2 separate regions of the Arachis hypogaea genome follow, and region 2 is linked to region 1. A link is a contact called in public Hi-C data. All regions are on one chromosome and are shown on one strand. Each heading gives the region's core, a stretch centred on a gene start, on an enhancer-like site or on the middle of the called end of the contact. The rest is flanking DNA. Distances are from core to core; before and after follow the strand shown. Region 1 holds the start of LOC112764071. Region 2 holds the start of LOC112765263.

Region 1 (6,420 bases), core at 3,818-6,317:
AATAGAAATATAAATGTTAAATTAACAAAAAAAGAAAAACAACAAGAAAAAGGAAAGAGTGATTACTCAAAAGACAAACGTGCATTTACAAACAGAACAAATGGAAGTAAGATTTAGACTGTTCCTGTGACAGTATGAGTGTGGTTTAAGAAAGCACACCATGAATTGAGGACCTGACTATTATAGTTCAATGCATACATAGCTAACCTTAAGATGACTATTGTCATCTGCACTTGTTGAATAAAGTATATACAGTTGTATCTTGCCAACAAGCTCATGGCCAGGCTCACGATAAATCGGCCACCAGCGTAATTTGTCAGCCTGCAATCAGATTGAACATCACCAATTTTACAACAATTATCATCATTCATTACAAGCACTAGAGACTCCATGAATAGGCAATATAAAGTACCGGATCGTCAGCTACAGTAGCCACTTGGACAAGAACACGGCCAAAATGCTTTCCTTTGGAATCTTGAACTTCAACAAGCAGATCATCTCCAAGGCTATCCGGGAAACTGTAAAAGTTGGAGAAAAAAATTAACTCAAGTCACCTAATCAACAAAAGGATTTTCTGTTTTTATGGGGTGGGTACGGGACTAAAAGAACTTACAACATATGGGATTCACTGGATCCAGGCTGCAACCTAATGGAATCTTCCTCTGCTGTGCTCTTCAGTCTTAGAAAACAAGAGTACGTCTCTGATCAAATGCATAGGCAGAGAAGTTAACAGAATTAAACAGGCCCAAAAAAGAAATAAGAAATATGAGAAAATAAATTAATCATCATGTATATTGAAGTCAAAGGTCCAACAGTTAGCCATGACAATATTATCACAAACTAAGAAAAATAGCTAAAAAATTATCATAATTTAAATACTGAAGGAAATGAAATTTTCTTTTTCAGTTCCCCTATAATGTGGAGATATATCATAATAATGAGTAACAATATGGAAATTGCATTTTAACATACCTTGCACAGCTTCATAGGACGTTGAATTGTTCCGTAGAGTTGTCACACCAACTTTCAAGAGTCCAGACACTTGCTGTAGGTAACGGGTACTAGCATGAACATATGCCAAGCTTTGTCGTGCAAAGGAACCATTTGCAGGCAAACGGGGTGCAAATCGAATTCTTTTGAGTGATTGCCATCCAGAAGATAGTGACAACTGAAAACTAGAGAAGCGATGTCGCACAGATTCCATTTTAAGTTTATCCGTCACAAACGATGACATGCTACAGCCAGTTGGCGGGTCTAAGCCCATTTTTACTCTACGTACTGAAAAGTAAGAAAAGTATCAGCTATGACTCAATTTGGAGAAGCACATAATTTAAATGGTAAACTAGCATGAAAACCTACCTTGCACCTTCATCTTGCCAATAAGCTTTTTTGGTTTGGGAGCAACACCCTCACTGGAAGGCTCTGATTTGCTCTTCATCATTAGTTCATCCTCCGACTGTAATAATACCTGCCGCAATCTACAAATAGAAAAAAAAACAACAATCCGATAAGAATGCAAGGATCCGTCAAAAGCTTAAAGTGATAGTTAATAGCTTACAAATAATTTTATAACCCATGCACCCGAAAATAGAAGAGCTCCTTAGACTTAGCAACTACACATGATAGTTTTCAGATAACAATGATAGTGGACATTCTAATACAACTAACTTCTACCTACTAGATGGGGCAATTTTCAAGTGAAAAAGAAATATAAGAGCACTGGATATGCATCAAGGATAAACAGGTCCTAAGCATCAAAATAATATCTGTCAAAACATTCTATTGTGCCAAAGCAATACCGATATCGGATGTTACAATAAATTAGGCTAAGCTTGGAATATCCAGTTCTTTTACTTTAGAAAACGTGTAAGAGTGTTCATTATCCCTGCTTAGTTATTTCTGAACTTGGGAATTTCTTAATAGATTACTATAACCAAAGGGGAGCCTTGGAACAATGAGTTGTCTCCGTGTAACCTCATAGTCACAAGTTCAAGCCATGGAATCAAACAATGACAATTATTAGGTTAGGTACATGATCTCAATGCTTCATACTTGTGTACTAAGCTGTCGTTTTTATTAATATAACCTTTTATTTTTACGTTACATGATCTCACCATAACAGTCCCCCCCCCCCCAAAAAAAAAAAAAAAAGAGAGAGAGAGAGTTTGGGAATTTTGCAATTATGATTAACTAACTCATAGCTGCATCAGTTTTAGTAGCTTGTGGGGGAAGCTACACTGAGGGTTGTATGGGGAATACAATGGTAAGTTAGTTACTGATCTGTCCTAGCTGGCAGTTTTACTCTACTTAGACTTAGAGTCACTTACAGCTTCTCCTAACTTTATTATTTCCCATTGTTTTCACTATAGCATAGTTTTTCCCCCTATTGTGTTGCCAAATGCTATATGACATAGGAAATGCACAGTTTAGATTCTCCAAGGCACTGTGCAATCATGGAACCAGACCATGCACAGTTTATTAGCAGCACTGTCTACATGAAGCGCAGAGCACTACTATCTTTATCAAAGTTAATTATATCAAGCATCCATGAAGAGGACAGAAATAGTAGTGAAAGGAAAGTCTTAACTCACCCAAATGCATCCCTAAGTAAAGCACATTCATTTTCTAGAAACATAGGAGCTTCCATGCACTGCATTGCCCAAGCATGGAGGCAAAGGCGAACACAAGCGTCGTATGCAATCACACCATGCCACGGTCCAAGGGCGCTGAAATGGATTTACAAAGTATATAAGCACATACTTAAGGGAAAACTTTTCAGGATAATCAAAAAGGATAATACCTTGCATGAAAGGTTGGTATACGAGCTGGCTGTGAATTTGACGAAGCAGCAGCCTCTGAACTAGGAGCGTTTCTGCAAAAATATGTTACAGTACTAACAATTCAGATTATATAAGATTACTACGCATTTGTATATTGTGTGACTAAGCAACAAGTATGCATGTTCCGTTAAAGCGGTTATGAACTTATGTGTTGTGAGACATACTTATTCTATCAAAGATACTAACCTAACAAACTGGTCAGACTCAGCTCCAATGTTCTCTTTTGTATCCTCAGACATGGATTTCAATGTACTTGATTCTGCTTTATGTGGAATAGCATGTACACCAGAAGTGGGAATTTTCTCATGTACTTGTCTAATCTCTGGAGCAGCTCCACAAAACGGGGGTGCACTAGGAATGTCGTCATCATCATCAGACCCTCTTCCATTCTGCACAAATCATGAAATTAGGATGATTTTAGCCAGCCATGAATGTTCAATTTGTCGAGGATAAGTATTTAAAAATCCAATCATGAGAACTTCTTTTGAGGTAGATAATATGAGCCAAGAAGAAGACATATATAGCCTATACAAGTACGAAGATAGTAATTGGGAAGAGAAACATATGTCGCAAAATCAAAATACAGTAAACAACTTTGCATGATTTCATTAATTAGTAACTTCAAACCTTATTTTAAACTCAACATCTGTTATACAATTTCAGAACTTTGTACAAAAACAGCCACATTCCTGCCCAATATATCCATGACTATGAAAATTTTTGGAGGCATATAATGACATTACTTCAATACATATCAATAATAATTGCATACCTTTTCTGCAGCACTTTGCGTGTTCATCCTTGAAGGCACACTAGAAGCGTACCCTTCTGATGCTCTATTTCTCGGCACAGCACCATTGATACTTCCTACCTGAGTGGTAGAGAATTCAGAGCTGGCTGCAGAATCCGATGATTCATCCTCAGTAAATCCACTATGCATTACTTTCCTGACACCCCTCAACAAAGGATCCCTAACAAAACCATTTCTCCCAACCAGTGTCTCCCTTGAAGAACTGACCTCCGAGTAAGTATAATCACTTCCATACCGCGGCGCCCTACGAGGGAGGTTCCCATATCTCCCAGGAGCACCATTCGGGACTCGGGGGTCCTGGGGTGACGAATCCAGCGAATACCTTCCACCATAAACCTCTTCCTCCGAATCAATGCTATCATCGTTATCAGAATTAGAACCACTGTTAATGGACGACACAGGAATTGCATTAGCAGGAATGTGCCCACTTCTGAATTTTGCTGGTGGTGGCAACCCAAACCCTCTACCACTACCACCCTTCACTACACTGATGGGATCATTTCGAGATCTTAATGTGGTGCTGGAGATTGGAATATCCTTCTAATTACCAACAAAATAACCCAAACAGAAAATATAAAAGAAAATCAGAACTTCACAAATACTAATTTGATGTAAAGTGTTGCCGATTCATAAAACTTTCTTCTAAATAAAAAATAAAACTTCTAAATTCTAATCACCAACATTCTACAAAAAAATCAGAACTTTACATCGAGGTAAATTGGGAGAAACACCCATGTTTGTGTACACTCATAAACGAAGAAAACAAGAACAACAAAAAGAAAGAGTTAAAATTTCGAGAATGGAAGCTACCTCTCTAACCCATCTAAGTGCATTTTTATCAAGTCCTTCAGTGAACATCTTCACCTGCAGAAACAGGGTAACACCCAAAAATCTCGGCAACCAAAAACGCCTCAATGCAAATGCAACATCAAAAATTGGAAGCCAAAAGGGTGAGACCTTACCCAGAAGAAAATAAAAAATTGAACTTTTTTTACCCAACCAAATGAATGCTACTAGTATAACAAGTGATGACAGAGAACAGAGAACTCTGACATGTGTGACAAAGAAGGTTAAGGTTTTGTTTGAGTGAAGAACAAGAAGAAAAAGAAGATGGGTGTACCAAACAGGAATGTGAATCAGCTTAGGGAAGGTAGCAAAAAAAAAGAAAAAGAACAAAAAAAAAAAAGAAGAAGAAAAACCTAAATGGGGTGCGAGATTTGAGGGAGAAGAGCAAAACTAAAAGATGAAAAAAGGGGGATGCTTACTTAAAAAAGCTTTTTGCTTTCACAGATTTCACTCACTCGCTTACTCAGAACATGAAGAGAGAGAATAAGACACTCAAAAAGCCACTACGCTGCTCTCTGCTACTTGTTTCTTACTCTTTCATTGCTTCTTTTCAATTTTCTACTGTCCTCTTATTAATTTTATAAATTTAATTAATTTTAATACTTGTCAAGTTTTTAAGAGAAAATTAATTTAACAAATAATACTACATTACCATTTTTTACCAGCACTTAGTCAGTAATAATTTATCTCATATTTATAAAAATTTTGAACAAAAAAATTTATACATATTAACTAATATAATTTGTACTCACATTTTTCAAAATTTATACACATAAATTAATAAATTAATAAAATTTATTTATTAAAAATAATTAGTATTTACGCTAAATAAACAAAGGCCAAAAATATTAAAAATTATTGACCCGAGAGTTTCTCTAATTTTAATTAGTAATTGCTTAAAATTTTAAAAATATTCTACATTCTACTTTGGCAATGAGATTTAGCTGAATCTCTAAAAAATTAATTAGATTTAATTAAGTTATTTTATTGAGTTTGTTTTATTTGGTGTAATATTTTTTAAGAGAATTTTAATTCAAATTTTAAGCATATTTTATCTTGTTTAGTTTTAATTGTGCAATAAATATTAAATATATACTAACAAAGTAAAGAGTTGTGTCACCTCAATTAGATCTTATTTTCAAAGTATAATTTGATCGAGGTTTTAAACAGTAATAACTTACATATCAATCAAATTTGACTTTTTATAATGTATTTTAAATGAACAAAATAATTTCTAAATAAAACAAGTTTTAATATTTAATGAAACTCATTGGTAGCAAAAATACATTTCCATATTCCAATTCATGCGTAAAATAGTCTTCAGGTCATTAGTGGTCAACTAGAACTAATATGGTAATATACAATTAGATTTTGATATAATCTTTATTTTTACAAGATATTTACGTACTTTACAAGTAATCGCTTAAATTAATTCGAACAAATTTTATATTGAAAATTTTAATTTTTAACAAATCCCTTTTTGTTATTATAAAACTCTTCAAATAAAATAAGCCTCCAATAAATTTTAGAATTATTTCATGAATTAAATTTATTCTTTTATTATTTTAAATAAAATTAATTTGTCTTATAATAATATTTTTAAATTTAAATTATTTTATAATAAATTTTATTAAAAATTTATTTATCTAACATATATTAAAATTTTGTTAAATGCATCAGAGTAACCAATATATTAAAAGTTTATTAAATGCATTAGAATAACCAATATATCTAAAATTTATTGGATATTAATTTAAATGTTTATCTTTTTTATCTCTTATTTTATTTTATGACAATGTTAAAAAGACAAAAAAATGTTAAAACTTATCTTATTTAATATTTATTAAATAAGATAAATTATAGTTATTATTAGTTGATTTTCTTTTGGTTATTAAATATTTCTGTTTATTTATTTTGGCAAGT
Region 2 (6,184 bases), core at 453-2,952, 150 kb after region 1:
TACTCTACTGTTGATGTCTTGGATATACCAGAGCGAAGAATTTTCATGTATCCTATGGTTGCGAGGTAACAACTGTTTATGTCTTCATTATGTTTTCAATTTGTAACTTTTTATGACATTCTTCATAATGAACTCCTGCTATCCATTTGATTGGTGTTAGATTGATAGGATTGCAGTAGCAGAGTAGAGACCAGTATGAGGCGATGGTTCTGCGATGAGAAATATCGATAGACCGGTTACGATTTGACGAGGTTAGTACCACGGTTGACTCCACCACTATTTTTATTTAGTCCTTTATGTAGACTTTGTTTTTTATGCAAATTAACCAGAAGTATGCACTTACTGAATTGTTTGCTTTGGAGCATTTTTTGCCTTTTGAGATATGTAACACGGAGACTTTATGGACAACCATTTGCAGCTTGATGGCAATGAACATGGTACTTTAATCGGTCCGATTGGATCACTCGATACTCAGCACTTCTGCGAATACTGTAGTTTCTCGCACCCTGTATCATTGCATCTCGACATTTGAATCTGTGGACCACCCGAAACTCTACCCCACCATCTAGGTTGTAATTTTCTTCCCCAGTGTTGGAAAACGGAGTTCTCTCATGCATGGCGTCCATATTTAATGTATGATTGTGACTTGGTACATTTGATAGCACTGGAATCGGGTGGGGTGGAGGCAAAACATAGCGCACCGCTGTCTCGGCCGACGTCTCCGGTACAAACTCCTCTTCATCATCCCCTTCAGAAGAATCACTATCGGCACTATCGACAATGTACTCTTCGTCAGAGTCTTCCTCACCCACCTCCATGTCTTCCACTGAAATAGCGACATGAATTGATGGTGGTGCGAGAGGTTAGTCGTTTTGCACATAGGTCGCGTGTACAGAACCACCACGACCAACATCTCCAACCTTGGCGAAAAGCTCCATCACTTGTTCCGCTATGATTCTCCCATGGATGTCAAACATGAGTCGCATATGCTCGTCCCCAAGGAGTCAAAATAGTCGAAACCAGAAAACTATACTCCACGGTGCTAGCAACCTATATTCCACCCTTCCGATCTCTCTCGTCCCTATGCCACCAAGGTTGCTCAATATCAAACTCTTCAACTTAGACAACGAACTTACACGCCGAGTGTGGAACAGTAACGGATTCTCACACTCAAATATCACCCCATTGTCGCCGTTTCTCATACGACAATTGGGGTAAACATACACAATTATATACGCTATTACTGGACATTTTTGCCTTCTTTTCGTGAGACAATCGGGGGAGAAGAAGATATGAAATGTATGTGGAGAATGCCAAGGGTTGCACATCCTTTTATAGCTATTGAAAATTTGTCTTACTGTATCTAATTTACATTGTAAATGCAATAATTCAAAACGTATTTTGTTTACAGTGTAAATAAGATAATCTTGCGCGTATCTCGTTTACAGATTACACTGTAAACGAGATAAGACTGTAAACGAGATAAGACTGGATTACAGATTTCGATAATAATTTTTAAAATTATTTATTTCAGCAATTAATACATTTATTTAAATAAAAAATTCATAAATAAAAATGATAAAAATAAATTTTGTTAATATTAAATTAATTTAATTGAATTTAATTAAAAAAATTGTATGTATAATATTACTTTTTAATTTGTAGCTATCTAACTATTAAAAAGATAAATTCCGACTCACAATGATCAGTTGATTACTAGTTGCATCTTACCCTAGCTCATCTCTAGAAATTTCTTTGATTTTCATTTTTCAGAAGAGAGGTAAATTGCGGTACAATTCATACGTACGCGGCACGCCGATACACACAGCAACACCACGACAACACCACCACTCAAACTCCATATTCCCCCGCCCCCCCAAAAAAAAAAAAAAAAAAAAAAAAACTTACACTGAACTGAACATACGTGCACATTTCTCCAAAATCTTTGTGCAAGTCTTATCTATTCCCCTCCAAGACCTGGGAACTTTCTGAGAGCCTTATCCTGAAAAACACTACTTCTTCTTCTTCTTCTTCAGCCATGATGTGGGAATGGGAAGAATTAGACGACGCCGTTCCGCAAAACGACCAGCCTGATACCGATTCCTACCTCAACTTCGATCTCTTCTCTGCTCTCTCTAAGCCCAAGGTTACTTACTTTATTACTTTACTTATTACCATTATTTCTACTTCATTTTTTCCAATTTTAGGTTTTTTACTACCCTCACTCAGTTTGAAAACTAGGGATTATTATTATTGCAGTTTCTTTTGTTTTAGGAACTAAAGTTTTGGAATTTTGTTTATTTTGGCAGGATTATTATAAGATATTGGAAGTGGATTACGATGCTACGGATGATGCTATTCGTTCTAATTACATTCGTCTAGCTCTGGTGTGTTTTTGTTTCTATGTGTAATTCTTTGTGTTGCAGTGTTTAGGGTTCCATTTGTTGGAATAGTTTTATTTATTTCTTTTTAAGTGTGATTTATTGCTTTGTGTGGAGGCAGAAATGGCACCCAGACAAGCAGAAAGACCAAGGTGCTGCCACCACGCGGTTCCAGGAGATAAACGAGGCTTATCAGGGTTAGTCTGGTCCTTTCACACCTAACCTTCTTTAATTGTAATTTTTTAAATTAATTTGAGCATATAGCTTGATGCTCAAATGATAGAGATTGTGTGCTGAATTATACCATATAGAATTTAGGCAATTGATGATGGTTCAATAATTATGAAATTGTTGTATATCACTCCCCAGGGAGGCAGTGAATGTGGTTATTTATGATAGTAGAGGTCTGGGTTGTCCTTTGGGCTTTTTCGAGGATATGTTGTTTCCGCATCTATCTCTGTGTCTGCAATTTGTTGCTACAAGTAATCGGATAGTTGTGATATTGTTTGGAATATGGATTTTATTTGCTGTTGATGGGCGAGGAGCTGAGGAGTTGAGGACAAGGGGTTTTGGAATCTTGAACACTGACAAATATACAGCAAATCTTGAATGCTAATGATAATGAAATTCAGTTTTAAATTCAAAAGTATGTTTTTTCATTGAAACTTGAAAATAAAAAACTTTTTATCGGCTATTTAAGTCTCGTGTTCCAAGTCAAAGTCCTCTGCAGAATTATTTATATAAGAAAAGGAAAATAAAGGAAGTATAAGCTAAAAGTTTTAACATGAAGGTATCGAGCAAAATGCAGCATAATTATGCACAACTTTATAGTGGTTTCAATGCCTTTCATTTTGGGACCTTTGAGTGTTCGTTTGCTTGTATCCATGCAGAGAAGTTAACCCATCCACGCCTTCTGTTTGAGGGGCTATCCTAGAATTTCAGATTTCTCCACTGATACTATATGGATTACCATTTTCTAGTGCAGTGAACTCAGCCGGGTTTCTGTTAAATACAATTGTGCTTTCAGAGATACTTTGTGAGGGCTCTGAAACATCCAATCTATTTTGATCTGGAGTTTCTTTTTCAAGATTGGGCTCCCTGAGTTGCAGACTATCTCCATTCTGCTTGGCTGAATTGGAGCTATTCATCTTAACTCCACTACCATACGTTGGCAAATTTTGATCCCTGAAATCAGGACTTCTGAATTTCCCACCATGCTAATCTTACAAAGTGGCAAAGATGGGAGAATAAAAAAGGTGGTTTGGTGGTTTATCTGATAAATTAATGCTGCTGAAATGCTCAGAAATCTGCTTTCATGGGGGGCATGTGTGTGTGCCTCTCTCTCTCTCCCCCCCAAGTTTACATTGCATATACAAGGATTAGAGGGTCTCTTAACCATTTTTGCACTTCTACCTGCACTAGATGATGGTCTGTCTCCCTGCCTGTGCCTGGTAAATTATGTAAATGCAGTGTGTGTATGCTTCATTGGAATACATATCACAAGATCCACTCTGATATGGATCATGTTCCGTCCCATTACTTTTTCCAGCAAGTGTCTGTTCTGTATTCATGCTGCTCATGTTTCCAGAATCCTATCTGTAGGAAGCTTCTCTAGGTCAATATCTTGAGAACTTGGGCAGTTAGAATCAATAATATCACTTCTGTTCTGTCTTTATGTTGATTCAGATCGAAGTGAAATGAAGTCTAAGTTGCTACTTGTAGGCTGAGAAACAGTCCTTGTGTGTAAATCAACGTATCTCAGGGATACATTGTTCTTGTTGACAATGACTGAACTTGAGAAGCATTACCATGCTGTTGCAACATGTGTAGGCGTGTTTTGTCTTTGTGTCACACAAATTGCAATGCAGCCACTTGCATGATACATGCACCCAATGCCCAAATGTTCTGTCCCAAATGTTCTGTCTCTGCTTTATGGAGCAGGAGTAATCAGTGGACAAAATGATGCAAATAGAGAATAGATTATTCTTGTTTGATCCAAGTGAGGAATGCTTGTGCCTTATGACAATTTAGTAGGTTTTAATTTATTTCTATTTTTAGTTTGTTATATTTTCTTTAATAGTTTAAAAGTATGGCACCTTGGAACAGTATAGTTGTATAAGTGCCGAATTGTATGCAGATTACAGAGTAGTAGTATATTTTGTTCCTGTGCAGAGTGATAGGAATTTTGTTTTTAATATAACCAATCAACAAGTGCTCACTACTCTTAACTTATTGGTATGTTACTATGTTGGAATTTATAGTTATAAAGAAGTTTTCATTTTTACCTATTTGCTAAGATTTGGTAATTTCATGCTTGGTAAATGGAACGGCATAATTTGCCCGTAATGTCACTGCTTATATAATTAATAATGTTTGTTAAGTTTTCTTAATTGTTTTATCCATCTCAAACTTACGATATTAAAATCATGCCTCAGAATTCCTATCGGAAGAAAAAGCCTCAGAGTAATGCTGTTGCATAAATGGGATGCTCGTTTGAAATATGGAATCAACTGTTTGTCATCAACTTAGAGCTTAAAATCTGCATGTGGACGTTACCAGAGATTCCAATCACAAATTCATTTAAGAAATTTGAACAAGCATAGTATTATGTCTTCTTATTAAAATTAATATATTTTTGCCAAGAGGAAAATGGTTGATTGAACATTGTGATTTGCCTAGACCCTAGAGTAGTCTTATTGTTTGGGACAACGAGCACTTTGATTTTGTTGCTTAGCCTTCTCCAGGTAAGGATCGAGTCGTTATTTCTAGCATTTGTAAATGTGGTACTCACTCTCTAATGGTTAGATGTACTGAATTTTTTCGCTGGACCCATCATAAATGTAATTTCTTGCCCTGTTGTTTCCATCACTCCATAAATGGGAAAGGAAAAATGAAAGAGAAGATTTGTGATCTTAGATGCCTTGTTCCATATTTCAGCATTGAACTCGTACTCATTCAATTTGTTTTGTTCCTGAAATTCTTTTTTACTGGAGAAAACGCTGGTTTGAAGTTTAAACCTTGTGCACAGATTTGGATACACTTTGTTGCTCGATTGTTACTGTATCTTAGATTGGATTAGTAAATATTTTATGATGAGCTAATTGAGCATGATATAAATGCTTGGTAAAGTAATGTTTAATGGGGAATAAGAAATCAATTATCAATTAAGTAATGGAAAATGATTACTGGCCTGGAAGAAACAGGCTTCAGCTGGTGTATCTATAAACCCAGAGAAAGGATAAGCGAGGTACCCGCCGAGACCTTATAACATTGAAGCCCCGTATTTCCAATATGGGACTCAAGTTCCATACCTTTTAAATGGATCATGGCGGTTTGATACTTAGATGAGGACGAGCACCATTCAATTTTAAAGATTTGAGGAGATAGTGTGGTTGAGACTTGAGATAGCAGTTAGTGAAAGGGATTAGGCATTAGGATGATCTTATAATTAGTCCCTTGTCTATTTTTTGGATATTGGGGATCTCATCTGAATCTGATGAGGTGCTGAATATTCTGCTGAGATTATATTCTTCTCATTTCATGCTTCTCCAATGATTTTCTGTAGGCTAAAAACTAAAATGTCAAGGATCATGACTATGATGTAGGAGTGGAATTTCTGTCAACTAAACTAACATTTCTTTGTCTTTGTTGAACAGTTTTGAGTGATCCTGTAAAGAGGAGAGAATATGACAGGAATGGGATGCTTTACGCTTATGATTATGATATCATTGTAAGCAATATTTTCTGTGCTATACGCTGTTGGTCTCAAAAGAATGTTGCACATCTGAGAATGATTTTCTGGT

What was found. Hi-C and Micro-C count contacts between places; a contact is called where the count stands out from the background.
Region 2: a Hi-C map of leaf shows a contact between it and region 1, with 2.1 times the contacts expected there. The contact joins the promoter of LOC112765263 here to the promoter of LOC112764071 in region 1. A contact is called at or near these places in 2 of 8 Hi-C or Micro-C datasets (both in leaf).

What each region holds. Positions count from the first base shown.
Region 1 is chr17:42,162,840-42,169,259 of arahy.Tifrunner.gnm2.J5K5, forward strand. It overlaps LOC112764071, which reads right to left and starts at 5,068. Exons shown (of 22, transcript XM_025809596.2): 1 at 4,462-5,068; 2 at 3,613-4,191; 3 at 3,027-3,229; 4 at 2,801-2,872; 5 at 2,592-2,726; 6 at 1,360-1,478; 7 at 973-1,278; 8 at 614-701; 9 at 413-518; 10 at 208-321. The coding sequence starts at 4,509.
Region 2 is chr17:42,317,521-42,323,704 of arahy.Tifrunner.gnm2.J5K5, forward strand. It overlaps LOC112765263, which reads left to right and starts at 1,703. Exons shown (of 5, transcript XM_025811179.3): 1 at 1,703-2,146; 2 at 2,310-2,387; 3 at 2,503-2,578; 4 at 6,038-6,111. The coding sequence starts at 2,039.